Regions from separate parts of the Pan troglodytes genome. Here region 2 is linked to region 1. The links are chromatin contacts, called in public HiChIP or PLAC-seq maps. All regions are on one chromosome and are shown on one strand. Each heading gives the region's core, a stretch centred on a gene start, on an enhancer-like site or on the middle of the called end of the contact. The rest is flanking DNA. Distances are from core to core; before and after follow the strand shown. Region 1 holds the start of TOB1 (transducer of ERBB2, 1). Region 2 holds the start of NME1 (NME/NM23 nucleoside diphosphate kinase 1).

The links. HiChIP or PLAC-seq counts read pairs in DNA pulled down with a chosen protein or histone mark.
Region 2: a contact with region 1 is called in an H3K4me3 HiChIP or PLAC-seq map of stem cell-derived excitatory neurons, with 4 times the contacts expected there. The contact joins the promoter of NME1 here to the promoter of TOB1 in region 1. A contact is called at or near these places in 2 of 7 Hi-C or Micro-C datasets (induced pluripotent stem cells and stem cell-derived neural progenitor cells) and 1 of 1 datasets of contacts at active chromatin or transcription factors (stem cell-derived excitatory neurons).

What each region holds. Positions count from the first base shown.
Region 1 is chr19:64,002,219-64,009,132 of NHGRI_mPanTro3-v2.0_pri, reverse strand. It overlaps TOB1 (transducer of ERBB2, 1), which reads left to right and starts at 3,338. Exons shown (of 2, transcript XM_063799843.1): 1 at 3,338-4,590; 2 at 6,473-6,914. The coding sequence starts at 6,617. LOC107969272 (a long non-coding RNA gene) reads right to left here and starts at 3,515. Exons shown (of 8, transcript XR_010153332.1): 1 at 3,431-3,515.
Region 2 is chr19:64,286,469-64,293,382 of NHGRI_mPanTro3-v2.0_pri, reverse strand. NME1 (NME/NM23 nucleoside diphosphate kinase 1) reads right to left here and starts at 2,758. Exons shown (of 5, transcript NM_001204512.1): 1 at 2,683-2,758; 2 at 574-703. The coding sequence starts at 699.

The DNA of each region.
Region 1 (6,914 bases), core at 2,089-4,588:
TGTCTTATTTTCAAATAAAGGTAAAAGGTTGATTCCTTAGAAGTGAAATGAGTCGGCCGGGTGCGGTGGCTCATGCCTGTAATCCCAACACTTTGGGAGGCCGAGGCGGGCGGATCACGAGGTCAAGAGATAGAGACCATCCTGGCCAACATGGTGAAACCCCATCTCTACTAAAAATACAAAAGTTAGCTGGGAGTGGTGGCGCATGCCTGTAGTCCCAGCTACTTGGGAGGCTGAGGCAGGAGAATCACTTGAACCCGGAAGGCAGAGGTTGCAGTGAGCCGAGATTGTGCCACTGCACTCCAGCCTGGCGACAGAGTGAGACTCTGTCTTAAAAAAAAAAAAAAAAAAGAAGTAAAATGAGTATTAATAATTATACACCATGTGATAGCTATTCTCCTGTAACCCTTTCTCAATTTACAAGGAAGCATATTAAGAATTAGAAAGCTTAGGATGTCTCTATCTCAGAAATCAAGGTGTTGCATGTGTGTGTCCTTGTGTGGATTAGGTAATAATTCAAGGCACTTTCAAGAACTGTATTTTATGAAGATATTGGAAGTTATTTTTTACCAAACGATTACCTTTATTGTAAGGGCCCACTGGGAATTGTGTAGAATGTAGGGATGTGAAAGGCAAAGGCTGTAGTTTCTAGTGACTGTTATTTGCTCAGAGAGAGGAATACCTCTTGATTGTGATACACTTGGAGCCTAATATCAAATTCTTTTTTCCTCCATAAGTCTAATTCCCTGCACAATTAGCAGTTAGCCCTCCACTCCCCTGCACAATTCCAAAGTAAATGTTAGATAATAATAAGCCATATGCAAAACTTGGATAAAGAACATTTTATACCTCGTGACTGGCAATGTTCAGAGATGTGAATCAGTTTTCCCTTTTATTTGCAATCCATATATATGTATTTTTTTTCTTTTTTGAAACGAAGTTTTGCTCCTGTTGCCTAGGCTGGAGTGCAATGGCGCGATCCCAGCTCACCGCAACCTCTGCCTCCCTGGTTCAAGTGATTCTCCTGCCTCAGCCTCCCGAGTAGCTGGGATTACAGGCATGCGCCACCATGCCAGGCTAATTTTGTATTTTTAGTAGAGACAGGGTTTCTCCACGTTGGTCAAGCTGATCTCGAGCTCCCGACCTCAGATGATCCGCCCACCTTGGCCTCCCAAAGTACTGGGATTACAGGCGAGAGCCACCGCGCCCTGACTTGCAATCTGTCTTTGAAAAACAGCTGCAGTATGTATGTTAGGAACATTGAGTTTTAAGGGCGGAATATTTTATTTATTTATTTTTTTGAGAGAGAGTCTCGCTCTGTCGGCCAGCAGGAGTGCAGTGGCACGATCTCAGCGCACTGCAACCTCCATCTCCCAGGCTCAAGCAATTCTCCTGCCTCAGCCTCCCAAGTAGCTGGGATTACAGGCGTGTGCCACTACACCTGGCTAATTTTTGTATTTTCAGTAGAGACGGGGTTTCACCGTGTTGGCCAGGCTGGTCTCAAATTCCTGAGCTCAGGTAATCTGCCTGCCTCAGCCTCCCAAAGTGCTGGGATTACAGGCGTAAGCCACTGCTCCCAGCCAAGTGTGGAATTTTTTTTTAATTGAAGGAGACATTAGATATGATCTAATTCAACCCTTTTTATAGGTGAGAAAACTAAAAGTTTATAGAAACTGGTGTGAAACTCAGACCTCCCAGTACCCACCCTTCATTGCTTTTTCCAGTATGCCATGGGGCCTCCGTGTGTGGTTGTGTGGTGTGTGTGTGTGTGTTTATATTTGGTCAGACATCTTCTTACACTCCTAGGCCAAGCAGCAATAACTCATAAATTTTTGACATCTACATTTCTGACTTAAAAATGCTTTTAATGCTACTGATATTTAATCAGTACCTATCAGATGACTGCTCTCATATTTCAAATCTGGAATTACAGATTGAAGACATTCAGAAAAGAGAACTTGTCCCTTCTCTTTAGAGAATTATTGAAAAGTACAGATAAGTTTGACAAAATTACAATTCATCTATCCTTAGACATTTTAGTCTCAGCCATGCCTAATATGCCCCCCCAATATAAAATTACTAATCAAGACACATGGTCCCGCAGTTCTAGATGTTTCGTACAGTACCATTATTTGCCTAATGGTAAAAGAAGTTGTGCTTCTAGAACACGTGAAAAATGAAGTGTTTCTTTTGGTAAGGCATTCCAAGGATATCCTGTCTAGTTTCTTGAAATTTCTGTGCTTAATTAGAAAACTAAAAATAACTCACTTTTATTACAGATGGACTTGTCATTACAGAAAACCAAAAACAAACAAATAAAAAAAGAAAACTGAACAAATCATTTATATTTGACGTTTTGATGACATTTCAATGCAGAGGAAGGGACATTTTAATTTAAATGCTTTCACAGTTTTGCCATACTTTCACATTTCAATTCCACTCCTGTTTGCAACTAAAAAACCCAAACACTAAAAAAAAAAAAAAAAAAAAAAAAAAAAAAAATCACATTAATCAGAATTTAAGGAGTCACTTAGTAAAACTATGTTTTAGGAATCTGTACAATAAACATGAAATCAGTCACCTGACCACTCCCCACCCTCAGCCCATTCCACAAACCCATCTTCCCACCCCTTCTCCTACGCATTGAGCCTTCAGAAATACCCTTTCTCAGTGCGGTTCCTTCTAAAAAGGAGAGGCGGGAGAGTCAGGGTGGAGAAGGAGGCTCCAACCAGATTTTGCGTCCACAAAGCCAAAAGCTTCTAGGCCTGACATGTACGGCGGGTTTGTGCCCGAGGAGCACAGCTGGTCTACACGGGCCCGCCCCGTAGACACCCTACTCCTCGGTGAGCTGCGGTTTAACTTCCTTATAGCAGGTTGAGAGTGCAGGCCCCAACGTTTGGAGGGGAAGGCGGCGCCCCAACTGGTGTTTTTCCAGGAAGTGCTCCAAGAATGGAGAGGAGAGGGGAAAGGGGAAAGGGGAAGGCCAGGCGATGGGCGTTTCATTCATTGCTTCTTTCTCCCCGTCCCCTCCTTTGCTCCCCCCAGACTTTCCCCTTTTCCCAGTCCGAGTTTGACGTCGGTCTCCTGGATACCAGGCAGCCAATCGCCTCGCTGCGAAGGGACCAGCGCAGCCAATCAGGCGTCGTTGCTACCTGTGAGTAATATTTTTAGCTGAGAAGGACGCTCGATTCCACTCCCGATGTAATTTCGTGTATTTCTCTGGGGCAGGTTGTGAAAAAGGCACTTACCCGCCCCCCACCACGAGTCCCTCTCTTACCCCACTCCCTAGGTACCCGCACATATTTCAGCCAAGAATGATCTTAAACGCGCTTTACAAGCAGTCACCGCGTTTATTCTGTGCACCTGCGATCCAGCAAGCCCTAGAAATGCACGCATGCGTGTGTGTGTAGACATGGACACAGATACATACGCAGTTTGGCCTCGTGTCGCCACACTCTGGGCACGGCGTGGGCTGGGACATTTGGAATAAACGGATCCGAGTCGCAGCCGGGGTCGCACCGGGAGGCCTGAGGCTGCGGAAGCAGTTAAACTGCCGGCGGGGCGGGAGCTGTGGCGGCCTCCCTTCCCCACCCCCAGCCCGGCTCCACGTCTTTGGGTTCTGCAGCTGCCACTCTCTGGGTGGCGGTTGGCCTAGGCCTTGGGGTGATTAATATTCAATTAATCGGGTGCACAAGTCCCGGTCACAGTTTGCCCTTTCTCTACCCCGCCCCTGGGGTGGGCTGGAGGCCGATTTGGTAGCTATTCCACGAGCAGGATCCTCCTTGGCCGCAGACCCCCGCGGAGAGGGCACTTTCTGGGTACTCTTGCCGCTCCTCCAGTCCCGGTTCTCCTGAGCCGCTTCGCCACCAGCTTCGTCCCCCTCCCCCTCTGCCCGGCGCTCTCCGCCTAAACCGGGCGTCAGCCGCCCTACCCCACCCCTTTCTCTCTCATTGGCACGTCTACCCCCACAGTCCCTTTCCAGACGTTCTCTTCATTCCGTCCCCAGTGCTCCGATCGTCGGTTCATTGGCCCTCCTGGAGCCCGGAGGGTGCGGCTTCCCCACCCCTGCGTCCACCGCGCGTCCGGACAGGGGCAGGCGGGACTTGGCCAATGGCGTCGGGGGGCAGGGCAGGGGCGGAGCCGGCCGGCGGGGGACCGGGGTGCGGGGCGGGGAGCGCGGGGAATGGCTGCGCCGCCGGAGCTGTGTGACGCGGGGCGGGCGCGCGCACCCCGACGGAGGGGATGGGGGCGGGGAGGAGGCCATAAAACGAGAGGCGGGGCGCGCGCCGCGGCAGAAGGAGCGAAGCTCTGGCCCGGCGTGGAGCGGGCGCACTACGGGGACGCTGGGCCGGGCACCGGGCTGTGTGGAGAAGTGAGCGCGCTCGTCTGACCCCCGTGCCCGCCACCCCGAGCCACCAACGGCGATCTCCCAAGGCCTGCCCGAGGCCTCTGTCCTCTGTCCTCAGCCCCGCAGCGGCGACGTCTTGCACTCGGCGAGCTCGCCGCTCCCGACCCTCCCGCGCCCCCGCCCTGCCGCGCTGCTCCCCGCCCAGCCGCGGGTCTGTGGTCCAAGCCGCCCCGAAGCAGCCCGTAAGTATCTCGGGGCGCCGGGCGGGGTCGGCGAGGAGACGGGAGCCCCGGGCCCAGGCGGCGGAGGAGGGGCTGCAGCGGCGTCGAGCCCTGGGCCCTCGGGAGCTCGGGGACGGCGGGGTCGCGGCCCTGGGCGCCGAGGGGGCAGCGCCAGGACCCGAGGGGAGCGGCTCCGAGGGGCCGCCGGCGCGTCGGGCTCGTCCTGGGCAGTTGACCGGGGACGGGCGGCCCGGGGCGAGCTGACGGGAATTGGGGGGTTGGGGTGCCCGGAGGAGCGACGAGCTCGCGGTGGAACGCTGGGGTTCGAGGGGCCGGTGGCCGCGAGGCTGAAAATGGTGCCGAGGAACCGGTGCTCCCCCAGGCTCTGGCCGGGTCCCAGGAGCCCGGGGCGGGGGCCACGGGGCGGGGAGCAGCGGGTCGGGTTACGGCGGGGGAGGGGAGGCGCCCCGACCTGCTCGGTGCTGGGTGCCCAGCCGGGAGAGGTTGCTCTTCCATTTCCCGGGCCTTCCTCCTCCTTCTCCGAGGAGGCTCGTACTCTCTTCCTCCTCCACCTCCACCTCCTCTTGCTGTTGCTGCTGCTGTAGCGCTTGGGCTCCGAGGGCTGTGAGCAGAAATCTAATGAGATCTAACTGGCTGTTTATGTAATTCTTCACACTCCTGCCTGTCTTAAGGCGTTGCTTTGTAACTACCTTCCACCGAGCCTGAATTTCGCTCGGCTGCACCTTCAAGCAATTGGGCTTAATCAGCTGCCTCTGCCGGCACTCAGGCTTTTGACTTGGAAAGTGTTTGTAGTTTGGGGGCAGCCAGAGATTCTTTTTCCCTTTGTCACCACGAATATGGAAAATAGAACAGACGAATTAAGACCAACTTGATTTTTAAACGTACTTTGAAATCAACTTCAGTGTGCAAATAGATCCCTTTCGCAAATATCTTCTGTTTGCCCTTGATCTTTTCTTATCCCCACCCAGTGCTGATCCAGCAAACGTTTAAAGGTCGACCTTACCATACTTGCCTCTCCGGCTGTTACCGTGAGAGGGAGGGAGGGAGAGAGGGACGGACGGAGGTTTTTAAAAATCAGACTAAAACTCAGAAACCCTGGCCTTAAAAAGAATAATCAATAGTTTTAATTTGTGTCTTTGCTTTTGTTATACTTGCTGCCGAATAGGTATTTTCAGATTTAGAAAAATACACATTGAAAACAAAAGGCCCAGAGAAGCTGGATTTTATTATATTGTATGCTCTTAGTATACTTAAGGCCGAAACTATATAGAATAATTTGGTTCATAATTATTTACTAGGATGAAATTCATTTAGTACTCAGTGTCTTTAATTTTAGCATCATGTACTATGGAAATTAAAATGATCTTCCTAACTTACCAAATTTTTAAATGTCAGTGACAGAGCAGATTTAAACAGTATATATCCAAAGTAAACTAAAACGTGGATTCACTTCTAAGTTGGTGAATAACAATAAAAATTACTACCTAAAAATGGCATCTATATATATGGGGGTGGCGGGAGGATGCTGAGTACAATAAATATTCTTGTGAGAACTGAGGAGAGAAGAATGCATGTTCTAGAGATTTTTCTTCTTAGAACTCTATTCAGAAACAGGTTTTTAAAAGCATTATTTCATTTGTAAATCTACATTTTCCTGTGTGATTTTAAACTTTAATAAACGATTTTCTATTTTATGTTTATTTTGTGCTAGTAACAGTTTTCAGGCTTTCTGTCCTAGTAGACATTTTCTTTTTCTTTTTATCCTTAGCAGACTAACACAGGATCTTAGACATTTTGAAAGGTGAAATTACTTTGGAGGGGGGAAGGTCATGGGACTTATATTACATTTATCTTATTTGGATATGTTTGCTTTTGTTTTAAGGAACAAGATCACTCAAGGTGAAGGATAATCTACTAATACCAGCACTTTGAATGAAAATTTGTTTCTCTGCCACAAACTGAACATCTTTTTTTTTTTTTTTTTTTTGGTGGGGGAGTTGAAACCTAATTTTGTGGCGTAGCAGCTATGCAGCTTGAAATCCAAGTAGCACTAAATTTTATTATTTCGTATTTGTACAATAAGCTTCCCAGGAGACGTGTCAACATTTTTGGTGAAGAACTTGAAAGACTTCTTAAGAAGAAATATGAAGGGCACTGGTATCCTGAAAAGCCATACAAAGGATCGGGGTTTAGATGTATACACATAGGGGAGAAAGTGGACCCAGTGATTGAACAAGCATCCAAAGAGAGTGGTTTGGACATTGATGATGTTCGTGGCAATCTGCCACAGGATCTTAGTGTTTGGATCGACCCATTTGAGGTTT
Region 2 (6,914 bases), core at 1,509-4,008, 280 kb before region 1:
AGTCAATCCTTTGCATTTATCAAAAGATTGCTTTGTAAGTAGCTTGCAGGTACGTCTGCTCTCTGCTATTTCAGAAGAACCTCCCCAAAACCAAAACCATAGTTTTCCTCCACAAGCTCCTATGATACGTAATATATGCTAAATAATAAGCATTTATTAGTGTCTAGTAATTGATGATGGAAAGACTTTCTTGCTAAAAAAAACAACCTGTCTCAAAGGGGGAAAAAAATCTCTCTAAAATTATCTGCTCAGGAAGCTCAAGACCAAGAACTCAAACATGCTCAGCTCTCAGTCAGAAATTACAGAGATGCAGTCATATGTGGAACTCTGCACTGCTTTCCCCGTAGCAATGCACCTCCTATTACAGAGACTATTTTGGAAAATCCTAAATAACTTGGTTTGTTCCAAGATGTAGCCAAACGCTAGGGCACTGAGGAGTTTCCAGGTCTCAAGACACTTGTGTTCACTCTACCGTGGAGAACTTTAAATAAGAAAGACGGGGAGAAACAGGTTAATCACAGTGTTCTCCTATACTATGAAGGAATCAAAATGGGAACAATGAAGTCCACTTACTTGCATGAATTTCAGACCAACAAGGCGGAATCCTTTCTGCTCAAAACGCTTGATAATCTCTCCCACAAGACCCCGCTGGACCCCATCTGGTTTGATCGCAATGAAGGTACGCTCACAGTTGGCCATGGTCCTGGGGATAGGCAGGTAGAGGAATGAAACAGCAGTGAATCACTTGCCTACATCGTCATCCGTCTCAAGCGGATTATACCATAAAGCTGGTTTAAATCTGTCGGGTCAGCTCCAGGTCTCCCTCTGGTAAAAACCCAATTCCTCCCCAGTCCCCTGATCTATGAACTAATATGTCAATGTGGGAAAGGATCCAAAAGCAAGGACTATAATTTCTATCCCATTTGATTTATTTTATTTTCATTTGTTTTGGTTTTTGTGGGGTTTTTTTAGAGATGGGGTTTCGCTATGTTGCCCACGCTGGTCTCGAACTCCTGTCCTCAAGTGATCTGCCCACCTCGGCCTACCAAAGTGCTGGGATTATGGCCATGAGCCACCACACCCAGCCCCATTTGACTTTTTTTTTTTGGTATGGAGTCTTGCTCTTTCGCCCAGGATGGAGTGCAGTGGTGCGACCTTGGCTCACTGCAACCTCCACTTCCCAGGCAAGCAATTCTCCTACCTCAACCTCCCAAATAGCTGGGACTACAGGCGCGTGCCACCACACCCAGCTAATTTCTGTATTTTTTTTTAGTAGAGATGGGGTTTCACCATGTTGGCCAGGCTGGTCTCCAACTCCTGACCTCAAGTAATCCGCCCACCTCAGCCTCCCAAAGTGCTGGGATTAAAGGCGTGAGCCCCATGAGCCTGGCCACCATTTGATTTAATAAGCTTCTTTTAAACATTTACTGTGTACCAAACACTGTGGTGGAACTAGGATACAGGATGTTAAAAACAAGGCACTATCTTTCTCAATAATCAAGCTTGGGAGAAACTACACTGATGAAAAGTTTTACTAATGTGAAAGTGATGTCCGGTACAAAGCAGTGAGAAATAATAGTTTGACTTAATGCCACAGCCATAGCATTAGGGGTTTTAGAGAATATATCTTTACAACCCCCTTCATTTTACAAATGAGGAAACAGGACCACAGCACCAGAATGAAGGCCAAAACCCAGAATTCCCAACCCATTAATCCATTCTTGTAATGTTATGCTACACTTTACAATGCAAAGAATATTTTGACTAGCCAATAAACGGTGGGGTGTGGGAGAACTACAGACATTAGGAATATCTGATACGGGACATCATACTGAAAGGAAGCCTAGAGAGTACCTATTCCGTCCAGATCCCTCATTTTACAGAAGACTGCGCTCATGACCTACCCTGTATCACAGCTTGAGATAGGAGGCCCCTCGCCTTGAAAGACGATCCCTAAAGTAGACAGTAGCACCACCTCTTGGCCCCATCTTCCTGTCCTTTAGTTAACCTCTTCTTACAGCATCTTAGCACTGTAGTCCAATTTTCTGTTTGTGTGTCTGCCTCCCCTGCACACCAGGCTGATTTACTCCTGTGTAGGTCTATGGTACCTAGCCACAGGGCCTAGCAGTCAATAGGAGCAAAGAAAATCATTTATCATCATTCTGCAACTTCCAAAAAAAAAAAAAAAAAAGAGACAAAGCCCAAAGACTGCGGAGAATCGCCCGATGGGGTGCGGGGCAAGCATAAATTGTCCAGGAGAAAACAGGACTAAAGCGCCAGAAATAGACCCTAAAAATGTCCCTCCACATCGGTCCCGGTGACACAACAGTAAGCACTCAGTGCTTGCCGAATGAATGACACACACACCCGTCATTTATTCAGCAAGCACTTACAGAGCGCCAACTCCGTGCCCGGCACTGCTCTCGACAGACATAAATAAGGCACAGCCCTGTCGTCGCGGCCTGACGAGAAAGGCGGCCACCGACAAAGGCGAGTCCACGTGGCGTGGGACGTGCGCCGACCGGTCTGCACTTGTCCACAGGCGCTCCCTGCCCCTCCTCCCATCCGATCCTCCTCGCCGCCTCTTAGAGCTGAACTCATCTCTTCACTAACTCCTCACCTAACCCACTCCCGCATCTACACTCCTTTCTTTTTCCTCTCAGGATCCCGAACACCTCTTACCCTTCCAGCTGCTTAGGTGTGAACTCCGGCTGCAGCCGCCAGCACCCGAAACGCGCCCGGGACCCACGTGGTTCGCAGCACTTGCACGCACGGAACGCTTCTGCGCAGATCCGCTGCCGGAGAGCCCATTTTGTAGAACACCGCTCGCCCACGCTTCCTCTTGGGAGTAGGCAGTCATTCTAGGGAACAACTTTCTGCAGTTTAACTTCCGGCGCTAGCTTTTTCAGACCTTTCCGGTTAGCTGCTTGCTTTCTTCCCTCCACCCCCGGGTTCTCTGAGTCACTTCCTTCGTTCGCGAGCAAATTGGCTTCCCGAGAGGTGGCGCTCACACGTTGCGTGAAGTCCAAAGAGTGCCTGACCTAGAAGACTTTTCGCTCCCGCTTTGTGTTTATTCACCTTTTCTAGCCTGTCAAGCAAAAAATTTTGAGTACCTACTATGTGGACGCATTATTCTAGGCCCTAGGGATACAACAGTATGCTCTCTTGGAGCTTCTGGGAGGGATGGGAGTATAGGAAAACAAGAAGCAAATAAGCAAATTAATATGTAATGGATCGCATTTTGTAAGTGCTGTGAAGAAAAGGCCAGAGAAATCTCTGAGGAAGTGATAATAGAATAGACCTGCATGAAGTGAGGGAGCCAGCCCAGTGATTCTTCGAGAGCCAAGTATTACGGTGGACATCGAGTGGTGGAAAATGCCGTTAGAATAGAGCCAAATCTTATGTTGTGAGATGCCAATACAGATTTTGCACAAGGCATGACATCATCACTAACAAACGTTTTCAAAAAAACATTCCCACTGCTCTAAGGGGAAATGAACGGGGGAAAGGTACAAAAATGGAATCAGGAGCCGTTTCAACAAATGATGCTGGAGCAATTGGACGAATATAGACCCAAAGAACCTCAACCTAAACCTCACAACTTATACAAAATTTACTCAAAATGAATCATAGATTTAAATGTAAAACAATAAATCACTTATGGGGAAAAAAAAAGTTAAAAAAAATCCTCAGGACCTAGGGCCAGGCAAATAGTTTTTAGACGACACCAAAAGACCAATCTATACAGGGAAAAAGTTGATAAATTGGAACTTACTGAAATTTAAAACTTTTGGCCGAGCGTGGTGGCTCACGCCTGTAATCCCAGCACGCTGGGAAGCAGCGGCGGGAGGATCACTTGAGCTCAGGAATTCGAGACCAGCCTGGGCAACATAGTGAAACCCCGTCTCTACTAAACATACAAAAATGAGCCGGGCGTGGTTGCAGGCGCCTGTAGTCCCAGCTACTCGGGAGGCTGAGGCAGGAGAATCGCTTGAACCCGGGAGGCAGAGGTTGCAGTGAGCCGAGATTGCGCCAGGGCACTCCAGCCTGGGTGACAGAGCGAGACTCGGTCTCAAAAAAACAAAAAATAAATAAAATAAATAAGTAAAATTTCATTATTCTCCTGTTTTCTTTTTTTTCTTTTTGAGACCGAGTCTCGCTTTGGCGCCCAGGCCGGAGCGCAGTTGCACGATGTCGGTTCATTGCAAACTCCGCCATCCGGGTTCAAGCGATTCTCGTGACTCAGCTTCCCGCGTAGCTGGGACTACAGGCGTCTGCCACCACGCCCGGTATTTTCTGTTTTGTTTTTTTTTAGACGGAGCCTTGCCAGGTCGCCCAGGGTGGAGTGCAGTGGTGCGATCTCGGCTCACTGCAACCTCCGCCTCCCGGGTTCAAGCGAATCTCCTGCCCCAGCCTCCCGAGCAGCTGGGATTACAGGTGCCCACCACCACACCCGGCTACTTTTTGTATTTTTAGTAGAGACGGGGTTTCACCATGTTGGCCAGGTTGGTCTCAAACTCTTGACCTCGTGATCCGCCCGCCTCAGCCTCCCAAAGTGCTGAGATTACAGGCATGAGCCACCGCGCCTGGCCCTAATTTTTGTATTTTTAGTACAGACGGGTTTTCACTATGCTGGCCAGGCTGGTATCGAACTCCTGACCTCAAGTGTTCCATCTGCCTCGGCCTACCAAAGTGCAGGGATTACAGGCATGAGCCACCGTGCTCGGCCTTTATTTATTTATTTGTTTATTTATTTATTGAGATGCAGTCTTGCTCTGTCGCCCAGGCTGGAGTGCCTTGGCGGATCTCAGCTCACTGCAACCTCTGCCTCCCACGTTCAAGTGATTCTCCTGCCTCAGCCTCCCGAGTAGCTGGGACTACAGGCGTGCACCACCACGCCCGGCTAATTTTTGTATTTTTAGTAGAGACGGGGTTTCACCATGTTGGCCAGGCTGGTCTCAAACTCCTGACCTCAGGTGATCAGCCCACCTTGGCCTCACAGAGTGCTGGGATTACAGGCGTGAGCCACTGTGCCCTGCAGAAAAGAAATTTAAAACTTTTGTCCTGTGAAAGACCTTTTGAAGAGGACGAAAAAACAAGCTAGAGTGGAAGGAAATATTTCCAAACCACATATCAGATAAAGGCCTTCTCTTCATTTGAAGGTTTGAATATTTGAAGAACTCTGAACGCTCAACAGGTTAAAAAAATCCAATTAGAAAATGGGCAAAAGACATGAATAGACATTTCATTGAACAGGATATACAGAGGCAAGAAAGCACATGAAAAGATGTTCAACATCATTAGCCACCAGGGAAATCCAAATTAAAACCAAAATCAGATATTACTACATGCCTATCAGAATGCTAAAATGAAAAGTAGTGATACACCAAACGCTATTAAGGAGGTATAGAAACTGGATCCACATTACTGGTAGGAATGTAAAATTGTACAGCCACTCTGAAAAAGTTTGATAGTTTCTTAAAAAACTAAACATGTGCTTACCATATGACCCAGCCATTGCACTGTTGGGCGTTTATCCAACAGGAATGAAAACTTATGCTCTGTTCACACAAAAACCTGTGCACAAATGTTCATTGCAGCTTTATTTGTAATAACCAAAAACTGGAAACAACCCAAATGTCTTTCATCATGTGAATGGTTAAACAAACTATGCTACATCCATACTGTGGAATGCTACTCAACAATAGAAAAAAATAACAAACTATTAATACATGCAATATACATAATTCCCTTGGATAGATTTCAAGGGAATTACGCTGACTGAAGAAAAGCCAAACATAAAAAGTTATCTATTGTATTATTGCATTTATTTAACATTTGTGAAGTATTAATAACAAAAGTATAGACATAGAGGATAGACTAGTTTAGTGGTTGCCAGGAATTAGAGATGAGGGAAAGGGCCAGGTATGGTGGCTCTCACCTGTAATCCCACCACTTTGGGAGGCTGAGGCAAGAGGATCCCTTGAAGCCAGGAGCTCAAGACCAGCCTACGCAGTATAGTAAGATACTGTCGGAGGCTTTCGAACCAGAGCAACTCCATCTTAAATAGGGGCTGGGTAAAAAGAGGCTTAGACCTACTGGGCTGCATTCCCAGGAGGCTAGCCATTCTTAGTCACAGGATGAGATAGAAGATCGACACAAGGGCTGGGCACGGTGGCTCATGCCTGTAATCCCAGCACTTTGGGAGGCTGAGGTGGGTGGATTACCTGAGATCAGGAGTTCGAGACCAGCCTGGCCAACATGGTGAAACTCTGTCTCTACTAAAAATACAAAAATTAGCCCGGCGTGGTGGCGCGCACCTGTAGTCCCAGGTACTTGGGAGGCTGAGGCAGAATTGTTTGAACCCAGAAGGTAGAGGTTGCAGCGAGCTGAGATCGCACCACTGCACTCCAGCCTGAGCAACAGAACAAACCTCCGCCTCAAAAAAAAAAAAAGATCAACATGAGACACAGATTACAAAGACCTTGGTGATCAAACAGTGGTAAAGAAGCCGGTCAAATCCCACCAAAACCAAGATGGCAACAAAAGTGACCTCTGGTCACCCTCACTGCTCATTATATGCTAACTATAATGGATTCACATGCTAAAAGACACTCCCATCAGCACCATGACAGTTTACAGATGCCATGGAAACAACCAGAAGTTACCCTATATGGTCTACAAAGGGGAGGAGCACTCAACTGGGGGAGAGGGGAAATTGCCCATCCCTTTCCCAGAAAACTCACAAACAATCCACCCTTGTTTAGCATATAATCAAGAAATAACCCCTCTGCCTGTAGAGTAGCCATTCTTTTATTCCTTTACTTTTTTTTTTTTTTTTTTTCAGACGGAGTCTCCCTTTGTTGCCAGGCTGGAGTGCAGTGGCGGGATCTCGGCCCACTGCAACCTCTACC